Regions from separate parts of the Mus musculus genome. Here all the other regions are linked to region 2. Evidence: chromatin contacts called from public HiChIP or PLAC-seq and promoter capture Hi-C data. All regions are on one chromosome and are shown on one strand. The core of a region is the stretch at or near the end of the contact, and the rest is flanking DNA. Distances in the headings are between cores, read along the strand shown. Region 1 overlaps Gm33103 (a long non-coding RNA gene). Region 2 overlaps Ints10 (integrator complex subunit 10). Region 3 overlaps Gm33103 (a long non-coding RNA gene).

Region 1 (3,526 bases), core at 457-2,956, 150 kb after region 2:
TTAAAGCTTATTTACTTAATAACATATAGCCAAGATCTTTCAGATTCTTACTGCATTGAATCTCTGGGTTCTTTTCCTCCTCAGAGAATAGAAGCTGTACAGGTCTCCTCCTCACTGCTGCCATATGCCAAACATGAAATAAGAAAGGGTCTTTCACTATATGAAGCCCAAGAAGAAGGAAAACCAAAGTGTGGATGCTTCAGTGCTTCTTAGAATGGAGAACAAAACACTCACAGGAGCAAGTATGGAGCACTGAAGGAAAAGGCCATCCCGAGACTGCCCCACCTGGGGATCCATCCCATATACAGTCATCAAACCTGGAAGCTATTGTGGATGCTGGAAAGGGTTTGCTGACAGGAGCCTGATATAGCTGTCTCCTGAGAGACACTGCCAAAGCCTAACAAATACAGAGGCAGATGCTTGCAGCCAACCATTGGACTGAGGCAGGGTCTCCGATGGAGGACTTGGAGAAGGTACTGAAGAAGCTGAAGGGGTTTGCAGCCCCATAGAGGGATCAACAGCATCAACAGGTCAAACCCCACCCACCCAGTCCCAGAGCTCCCAGGGACTGGGCCACCAACCAAAGAGTACACATGGAGGGACCCACGGCTCCAGCCACATATGTGGTAGAGGATGGCCTTGTTGTACATCAGTGGGAGGAGAGGCCCTTGGGCCTGAGGGTGTTCAATGCGTCAGTGTAGGGGGATGCCAGGGAGGGAAGACAGGAGTGGGTAGGGAAAGGAGCACTCTCATAGAGGCAGGGAGAAGGGGGATGGGATAGGAGGTTTCCGAAGGGGAGACTTGGAAAGTGGAAAACATTTGAAATGTAAATAAAGAAAATACAAGGGAAAAAAAAGAAAAGAAAAAAAAGAAAAAAAGAAAGGGTCTTTCAGAATTAGTCCAAGAATCATATATCTTCTAATACTGAAACCCTCAAGTTCCCAAACCTGTTTTAGAAAGCTCTTAAGATGTGGACACTTTGCTCCTTCTTAGAATTGGGAACAAAACACCCATGGAAGGAGTTACAGAGACAAAGATTGGAGCTGAGACGAAAGGATGGACCATCTAAAGACTGCCATCCCGGGGATCCATCCCATAATCAGCCCCCAAACGCTGACACCATTGCACACACTAGCAAGATGTTGCTGAAAGGACCCTGATATAGCTGTCTCTTGCGAGGTTATGCCGGGGCCTAGCAAACAACATAAGTGAAGGCTCACAGTCAGCTATTGGATGGATCACAGGGTCCCCAATGGAGGAGCTAGAGAAAGTACCCAAGGAGCTAAAGGGGTCTGCAACCCTATAGGTGGAACAACAATATGAACTAACCAGTACCCCCTGGAGCTCGTGTCTCTAGCTGCATATGTAGCAGAAAATGGCCTAGTCGGCCATCAGTGGAAAGAGAGGCCCATTGGTCTTGCAAACTTTATATGCCTCAGTACAGGGGAATGCCAGGGCCAAGAAGTGGGAGTGGGAGGGGGGAGGGGGGGAAGAGGGTTTGGGGGACTTATGGGGTAGCATTGGAAATCTAAATGAAGAAAATACCTAATTAATAAAAAAAAAAGTTCATCCCCCTCCCCCCAAAAAAGAAAGCCCTTAAGAGAGTATTGTTTTGGTTCTGAATCCAAAATGAGCAAGAGTGAGTCAGACCCTATATTCCCACACACTTGTTCACCTTGTCACCAAACACAAAACAGACACCAGACTCTTGAGTCCAGCCAAATACTGCGGCAGGAAGCTTCTCACATGTTTCCCAACAAGGATTCCATGCCAGTTTCTAAAAATACAAACCATTTTAGGCCAAGTAACCTTGGAGACCTCATAGTCTGAGAAACTTAGACTTCAATAGCTCTAATCCCTCTGAACTCCTGAAACTGTCCAGCTACGAAGGGATGGTTTTAATCATGAACATTCATTTGTTTACAGTTTGAAGACTTGATGAACCTGAATAATTAGGGTTAGTTTCAAAATGTGATTAAAATAGTAAACTAGAGATTAGTATACTTCATAATCAAGATGTGATGAATTAGAAATTTCCAACAATCCCAAATGGTTGCAAAAAACAATGGGAAATTAACCAGCACCTTGAGCAAGTATGGAAGTACAAGCAATATGCTGTGCTGAGTCGTTGTCTAAAATTGATACTGAGTAGTCCTAAGACTCCGATGAAATTGCCAGCGTTAGGCTATCATGTTGCCAGGATCTTAGGAATAAGCTAAAATGTCTGTACATTATATTGAGACAATGCAAACCTACTAAAGTGATTTTTTTTCTGTCTTGTCAGAGTTTAGAACTTTTACCCTCTGGTTCCCATTCAAGTGTTCTTCATTACATTAACATTATACATTAATGTATAATTTAATGTATACATTAACAGTATATATTAAACATTTGTCTGGTCTGTGGTATTCTATTGGTGACAAACCTCTATTTATGAAGAAGTTCTTTATTTGGTCCATGGTTTTTCAGTGGCCCCATAACTCAAAAGGAAGATCATCTGTTTGATTGGGTTGATAAATGCCTCAGTGATTAGCAAAGCACATTTCTGGGTGCCTTCCAGAGTTTCCACTGATAATTAGATAATTAGAGATCTAACATAATGAACAATACATAATAATGGATTCAAGTAGTCAATACACTCTTGAGAGCTGGTAGAACTACATACAAAATAAAAAATAAGTAAGTTACAAATGAAATAAAATGAACAAATCTGTTAGCAGTTGCTGAGACCAGCAAAATTGTTGGTGACTGTTATAGCTATTCTTGATTGTCAACCTCACTACAATCTAGAAATGAAGAGCACACCAGTGAGAGATTTTTTTCCTTGGTTTGAAGTGGGTAGATCCATTTCTAGTCTGGACTTAGGAGGCAGGAAGATACCTGCCTTTAATCTGGATCTTGAGGAAGGAGGACACACCTTTAATCTGTGCAACACATTCTACTGAAAGCCTACATAAGGACATGAAAGCCTATGTCTAAGGACATAGAAGGAGTAAGCTTTCTGCTCTTTGCCTGCTTGCTCTCACCTTGCTAGCAAGTCAATTTCTTCACTAGCGTTAGAAAACTCAGGAGCTGGGAGGTAGTGCCTGGGAAAGCCCATGATTGTGGTCACCCTTCCGTAATTTGCAGTAAGTACAGGGGACACAATGCTCCCTGAGAAAGCAGCTGTTTTCCTCCCTACTATAGTCTGACTAGCACAAGGAAAGATTATGTAAGAGGAAATGTGCTTTATCTATAACTGAGTTTATTAGTTTAGCAGATCTGTTGTTTAATAGACAACCATCCCGAAGACTCTATTTATCATACTGCCCCACGATCAGTGATCTGTTGAAACACTACTGAAGACCCTAAAAGACATCATACAGAAATACTTTGCAGCCCACAGTTTTGGAGGATTTGGTATAAGCATAAGAATCAAAGACCAGTGTTCACTGCCTGAGTCTATGAACCGACTTCCTTGAAGCTACACAGAGTGTGACCCTGGAGGCATCATGGACAGTAACATGACTCCCAGGCAAGTTATATT
Region 2 (3,417 bases), core at 241-2,740:
TTTTAAAGATTTATTTATTTATTATATGTAAGTACACTGTAGCTATCCTCAGATACTCCAGAAGAGGGCATCAGATTTCGTTACGGATGGTTGTGAGCCACCATGTGGTTGCTGGGATTTGAACTCGGGACCTTCGGAAGAGCAGTCGGCGCTCTTAACCACTGAGCCATCTCGCCAGCCCCAGTATTTTTTTTTTTAAAGACTAATGAAAGTTACATAACTTTCCCCCAGAAGAATGCACCATCTAACACTGTGCATGGAGTTCTCTGGATTCTCAGAAGACCTTGTCTGCTGGGTCTGAAGAAATAATCTTTTTTTGTCTAACTCATTCTGTCATCAAATATCCTCCCAATTCGTCCTATCTGCTAGCTTTTGTCATTTTAACTAAGAAATGGCTCGGGTGGCCCTGTGGAATCCGTTTGCTTGTCTCTCCAGGGAGACCATGTGCTAATGCTTTCCAGTTTGCTTGTCTGAAGCTTGAGCTCATGCAGTCCACCCAAGGCATGAGTCTCGCCCGTGTCGCTGAGTGACATTACCACCCCAGCCTGGCACCTCTTGTGCAACGAGCTTCTTTCCATAGGGCAGTTTGGTTAACGTAAAAGTCAGCATCTGGATCAGGAACCGACTGTGGTTCTTAGTTGGAGGGTGGTAAGCAGGCTCTTTATCTGCTGAGAGCTGTTTCTTCGCCTGGGAGAACAGGGCAACATGTTACCTGTTGGTTGACCTGAATGTGACCTGCAGACATTGATATGCTGGAGGAATTTGCTTATTTAAGAACCCAAGAAGGAGGGAAGATTCATCTGGAATTACTCCCAAATCAAGGAATGCTGATCAAGTAAGCAGATGATCTTTTGTTCTTCGAAGCTCGCCTTTCATGTGCTGCATGACCTATTTGTAAATTTCTGTACCTTTCAGAAATTTAATGGAAAGGATTCCAAACTGGTCTCAGTTTTCAAGGGTCTACTTGTTCTGGGTGTCTTAAAGATATGCATTTCTTAGTGCATTTCTGCGGGAAAAGTGTTGCTTAAATTGGGATATTTTTGTTACTTTGGAAATTTTTTACTAGATAGAAATTTCTATATGTCTTTTCCTTTCCAAAATTTAGTACTCATTTCTGATTTAATTGAAAGCAGCTGTGCTTGACATTGTACTGGATTGGGAGGATCTACAGGTTCTATTTAGAAACTGTCTTAAGCTTCTCTGAGCTTCCTCATTGCTTGTGCAGTCAAAGCAAATTAGCTGGTTCTAGTGCCTCTAAAACACACCTGCTCCCCAAAAATGGCCCTGGACGTGCATCCCCAGTGTGGCCCCTGAACCCTTAAGCTACTACAGAAACCCAGGTTATCTTAGATGAAAAGATCAAGTTAGTGACCACTCATGATGTTTAACTAGCTCATAAATCCTGCTTCTCTCCTCGGTCCGCACTGCAGTTTGGCTAATAGATCCTCCCCACTGTAAGCGCCACATGCTTACTTCCTTCTTTACTTCCTGCATACTCTGTGTTTGTAAGTCAGTGTCAGAGTTACAACAAGAGACGGCCCAGAACAGGAAGAGTGCATTGCTGAGACTGGAAACCTGCTTTGTCCCTCCGTTTTGGCAGAAGCAAGTTTTTAATTATTGAAAGCAAAAGTCCTTCCTTTGCTCTGTCTTTGTAGAGTCTTAGGGGTGTTGGAGGATAGAGGTAAGAAAGAAATGCTTATGTTGGGTTTCTGTAACTAAGGAATTTGTCCCATAGTGAGCAATCCCTTCCTTATTGCATCTTAGCAAGAGTAGGGCCCAGTAGAATCTGTCCTAAAGAGCAGAAAGAAGAATGGGAGCTCCCCTCCCCATCCTGTAAATGATATTGCATGCCTTAAACAGTTCCTATAAGGAACGAAGGAAATGCTTAGGAGTATATGAGGACCTTTGTAGATGAGATTGTGTAGTCAGGTTGTCCTAGACACTGTCCTCTCCCCTTGTCCATTTACTACTTTGATTATGAACCAAAGTGATGGGGGACATAACTGCATGGTTCCAAGTGTTGTTGACCACATTTAAGAACAGGTTGCTTCTATATATGGAAGCCCAGGTAACCCCTATTCTGTGGGGACTTCTAGGTTCTGAAATTGACTATGCTGGCATATCTTTAGCAAGGTTTTTTAGTTCAACAATAAGCCACGATTCAAAATGCCATACTGTGAATGGTCCTAGAGCCCAACTGTCCCTACCACGAGTCGATCTGCAGAGGATTGCCTCGTGACTAAGAGAATGTCTGAGGTAGAGTGAGGGAATGACTCTACAGACCTCAACTCCAGCCTCACTGTACTGGGCCTTTGCACTGTCCCCATATTCTCTTGGTTTGAACAGTGTCAACCTGCAAATAGTCCCTAAGACTTGGAATTTAAAATGAGGACATATCAACTGCCCAGATAATGTCACTGGAAAAGTTATTTGTACAAGGAGGCCTCTGTCTTGCTTTCCAAGGCTCTCCCACTTTGATCAACCAAAATTTCCTTGAACTTTCTATAGGAGATAAGCCTCCTAAAAACCCATGGTTGACTTGGCTTGGACAAAGGACTAGGGATTATTAACTAGCGATCTGACCTTGTAGGAATGTTCTCTGTGAGGTCTCAATATGAATTTGAAATCTGTATTTTAGATAATCTCTACCTAAGTGACACCAAGAGAATCAAACTGCATAAGACAGAGCTTTGACTGAATGAGGTGTGATTAGACTCTTGAATAAAACTATCTATATTCCTTTTCCCTTTGGGTTCCAAACAAATTCTCTGAAGCCATTGCAGACCTTTTGGGTGGTCCCTCCAGATGAGTGGCAGAGATGTTGTGAGCAGTGTACCTCTCCTCCCCTTGGGGTAAGGTTGTGAGTCCGTCCTAGTTGTAGCATCTCGGATGCAAGCAGGTACAGTACAAACACCAGGCACTTGGTGCCAGGCCACAAGGAGGCATCAGTTCTTCATTTGTTGTATAGATATGTTGTTCTAATTTGTGTTAAATCAGAGAAATGTTTCTATGCTGATATTCACAGTACCATAGTTGCATTAGACTGGATCAAAATGGAAAAAAAAAAAAGATATTCTCTGGGGTGACTACCAGCTAATGTGCTAAATTTTTATTACAGAATTCTGCAAAACCATGGGTCCCAGCCTTGCCCCCCCCCCCCCGAAATCTGAAGCTCACCCTTTCTTTACTGAAAGCATTGCCAGCCCTTCTGAGCCCTTTTTAGGAGGGCCTTTCAGTTCAGGGCCTCAGTCCTGCCAGAGGTGGCTAGCTGGCATCTCCAGGTATAATTCTGGGATGCGTGGGCATGAGAAGAGTGAATGAAGGAGGCTGGATTTTGAATCAGACCTTCTCAGAAGTTACCCTCCCCCACTCCCCCCTCCTCACTGATTTATCACAAGTGGGCAGAGCTCTGGGACC
Region 3 (3,194 bases), core at 10-2,509, 170 kb after region 2:
TTTGAATCTGGAGTATTTCCAAGGGGCTCATGTTTTTTGAGTACTTAGCTCCCAACTTGTGGTGTTATTTTAAAGGCTATGGAGCACTTAGAAAGTAAATCCTGGCAGCAAAAATAGGTCACTGGTAACCCTAGCCCAGTGTCATATACTGGCAATCTCAGCATTAGGGAGAAGAGTCAGGAGGATCAGAAGTTCAAGGCTCAGCTATATAAGAAGTTTACCAGCCTGGACAGTATAAGACCATGTCTCAACAAACAAAAACAAGAACGTAACTAAAGATTGGTCTTTAAAAGTTGTACTCAACCCAGGATCTTTCTATTCAGTAATTGTGTGATGAGCCACTGGCACAAGCTCCTCCCCCCGCCCCCCTGCTTCACATTATAAAGAACTCACATCCCTCTGAAACCACGAGCTAAAACACAACTTTCCTTGTTTAAGTTCTTCCTGTCAGGTAGCTAGACTTAGCAACAAAAAAGTAATCAACACAGAGACATGAACTTGACCTTGTCTTGTGGGCCTCAACAAGAACCCTCAATGTGAGGTGCCAGCTAGGACAAAGGAGGGTTATGATCTCTTATGAACCCTTGTTCTTATCTCCATAGGGAACTCTGGTCAGATTACTGTGCAATGTTTCTTTACATGTTTTAAGCCACCCATGGCCCCAGAAATGTGTTTTGAATCACTAGTCTTCAGGACCCATCAATGGTAGAAATATTTTTGCTACAAACAACTACTTGAGCATGTGCCAAGTCATAAATGTCCCCCAAGGTCCAGTAGTTCTAGGAAATAGATCTGATGAGAGTCAAGCAGTTTTCTCAACTATCACAACCCTTTGGAGACGTGAGTGACTATTACTCACAGAAAGGAAAAAATGTTGAAACGTTTTCCAGACGCTTTTTAAATTTCTCCCATAATATTTACTGTGTTTTTATTATGCACCAGGCAGCTGGTAAGCACTTTAAACCTCTGAGTATATTTATCATCTAAACCTAGGCCATCATGTGTGGCCATACATATACGATCTTTTCATAACCACACTTGTACTCTCCTTACAGGATTATGGTGGGGTATTCCCTCCTTGCTTGTTTCCCGTGCAGATGCATCTCACAGCATTCCCAGCATATGCCTTGCTAGTCACACAGCTGTCAGAGGCACCCATGGAAAGATCCAAGAGCTGAGTCCTGTGAAGAGCACAGCCCTCTCCACATGCAGTTTTACCACTACAGTCTGCCTGAATAACACCAAGGGTGATCTCATGGGAAGTAAAAGGAACTCTGCATGATTTAGCCCTTCCCTCCCCTGCTCAGCTGGCCTGCACAGCCCTATCTCATCCAGTTCCCTCCATGGCCTATTGTTACCCTTTAAGACAATTCCACTTAGTCTTCTGAATTTGACCTCCACTTTCTTCGTCTAACTCAATGGTTTTCAACCCTAACTACATACTGCCTATTAGAATCACCTATAAACTAAAAATGTATTTGGTAAAATATAATCAGTCCCCAACTAATAACTAAGAATTAGGTGAGGGAGTATGGAATTTATACATTGGTGTTTTTAAGAATTTCAAACAAGAAGGGGAGTTGTTAAAGATATCGATTCATGTGCATCATAAGGAGAGCTGGGAGACTGACTGCAAGTGCTGGAGCCAGGAGAAAATTCAACCCTCCTTCTAGTATGCTGCCCTACAAAGAAGGTGTCTCCACTCTCAACTCCACCTTGGAAATAAAGGTAAGGAACATGCCCCTCATGTCCTCCCCATGGTTCTGGTGAAAGAATGTAAAACTTAGCATACAGTAACACTGACTGCTTCGTTGATGTCAATTTTATGAATTTAAACACTGGACATGGACCATTCCAATAATTCTCCTGAGTTCTACTTCCTCATAACATACCCCATCCACTGTTTCTCTAGCAACAATTAGTCTGTTCTCCATCACTGTGACCTTCTCTTCTGGGCAGGATATAAATGGAATGGCACAGGACATACCATTTAAGACTAGATTTTGCCTCTCCCCATGTGCACTAACCCCCGGGATCATGTCTTTGAGATCAATCCTTGCTGAGGCATGTATCAAGGTCCTCTCCTTTATGCTAAGATGAAGCAGTGCGCCCTTTTGTGTATGTTTACTCAGCAGCTCTTCTGTTGACAGATGTTTGTCTTGCTTCTGACCTGCTCAGTAGTAACAGTACTGTAGACATTCATGTCTAGGTGAATCTAAATTTTCCATTCTCTTTGTTTAAAACTTTAGAGTAAGAGTCCTTGTTCATAAGGTAAGAAATGACCAAGCTATTTCCAAAAGTGGCTATACCATTTCCTAGCTGCTGTGTGTGATGGCCAATGCTCACACTTTGCCAAAGCTTGCTGTCATCAATGTTTTTCAGTTTGGCCATGCTCATAAAAGCATGGTTTTCATTTGACTTCTCTTTGCCACTACTTAACATTCTCTTGGGACTTTATGACATAAATAGTGTTGCAAAACAATGACAAAAAAACTGTAACTCAGCTGTCCCTATCAAATTTACTAATACTCCTGGCATATGTGTGCTGTTTTTGCCTGTTACTTTGGGTGTCCTGTCTACATTCCTACCAACTGTCCATCAACACTCTACCTACATGCTGAATTTTTAATTTCTCCCCTCTCTTCCACAACACAGAATCATTACTCTCTCTCTCCCTCTCTCTCTCTTTCTCTCTCTTTCTCTCTCTTTCTCTCTCTTTCTCTCTCTCTCTCTCTTTCTCTCTCTCTCTCTCTCTCTCTCTCTCTCCTCTCTCTCTCCATTGTAACTTACTCTACTACCAGATCATTATTATCAACAGCATACAATATTTTATAACTGGAAAAAATCTCTGTGGGCCATGGTGGCATGTACTTGTGATCTCAGTGGTTGGCAGGCCAAGGCAAGAGGGTTGCCAATTTGAAGCACACCTGGGCAACAGTGAGTTCTAAGCCAGCCTGTGAGGAAGAGTCAGACTTTGTATCCTGTATCAGAAAACTAAAATCACCAAGGAAAAGAGGGTGGAAGAAGAGAAGGAGGAAGGAAAATCAGGAGGAGGACAAGAAGGGGGAGAAAGGACAGGAAGAGGATGAGGAAGAAGAGGGGGAGGATAAGAAAGAGGAGGAGGAAGAGGAAGAAGAGGAGAATAAGAAAGAGGAAGAGAAGGAGGATAAGGAAGAAGAAGAGGAAGAAGAGGA

The links. HiChIP or PLAC-seq counts read pairs in DNA pulled down with a chosen protein or histone mark. Capture Hi-C pulls out chosen DNA fragments and counts their contacts.
Region 1: a promoter capture Hi-C map of adipose tissue shows a contact between it and region 2. The contact joins two enhancer-like sites. A contact is called at or near these places in 1 of 484 Hi-C or Micro-C datasets (nephron progenitors), 4 of 115 datasets of contacts at active chromatin or transcription factors (cardiomyocytes, embryonic stem cells and kidney) and 2 of 9 other capture datasets (adipose tissue and pancreatic islet).
Region 3: a contact with region 2 is called in an H3K4me3 HiChIP or PLAC-seq map of bone marrow-derived macrophages, with 2.8 times the contacts expected there. The contact joins two enhancer-like sites. A contact is called at or near these places in 1 of 15 datasets of contacts at CTCF or cohesin (the NIH/3T3 cell line), 1 of 484 Hi-C or Micro-C datasets (cortical neurons), 5 of 115 datasets of contacts at active chromatin or transcription factors (bone marrow-derived macrophages, cardiomyocytes, embryonic stem cells and 1 more) and 3 of 9 other capture datasets (adipose tissue, liver and pancreatic islet).

Annotation. Positions count from the first base shown.
Region 1 is chr8:68,974,230-68,977,755 of GRCm38.p6, forward strand. All of the region lies in intron 2 of Gm33103 (a long non-coding RNA gene), which reads right to left. Among named protein-coding and RNA genes, the nearest start is that of Gm33052, 17 kb to the right of the region's middle. Within about 2 kb of position 1,707, at least 15 of the 459 cell types and tissues checked have an H3K27ac peak or open chromatin away from gene starts, as enhancers often do. A contact at or near this core is called in adipose tissue, where this site is marked.
Region 2 is chr8:68,821,416-68,824,832 of GRCm38.p6, forward strand. Ints10 (integrator complex subunit 10) reads left to right here. Exons shown (of 17, transcript NM_027590.4): 16 at 742-835. Among named protein-coding and RNA genes, the nearest start is that of Ints10, 29 kb to the left of the region's middle. Within about 2 kb of position 1,491, at least 64 of the 459 cell types and tissues checked have an H3K27ac peak or open chromatin away from gene starts, as enhancers often do. A contact at or near this core is called in adipose tissue and bone marrow-derived macrophages, where this site is marked.
Region 3 is chr8:68,995,147-68,998,340 of GRCm38.p6, forward strand. All of the region lies in intron 2 of Gm33103 (a long non-coding RNA gene), which reads right to left. Gm33052 (a long non-coding RNA gene) reads left to right here. Exons shown (of 4, transcript XR_001778572.1): 3 at 1,056-1,728. Among named protein-coding and RNA genes, the nearest start is that of Gm33052, 3.4 kb to the left of the region's middle. Within about 2 kb of position 1,260, at least 12 of the 459 cell types and tissues checked have an H3K27ac peak or open chromatin away from gene starts, as enhancers often do. A contact at or near this core is called in bone marrow-derived macrophages, where this site is marked.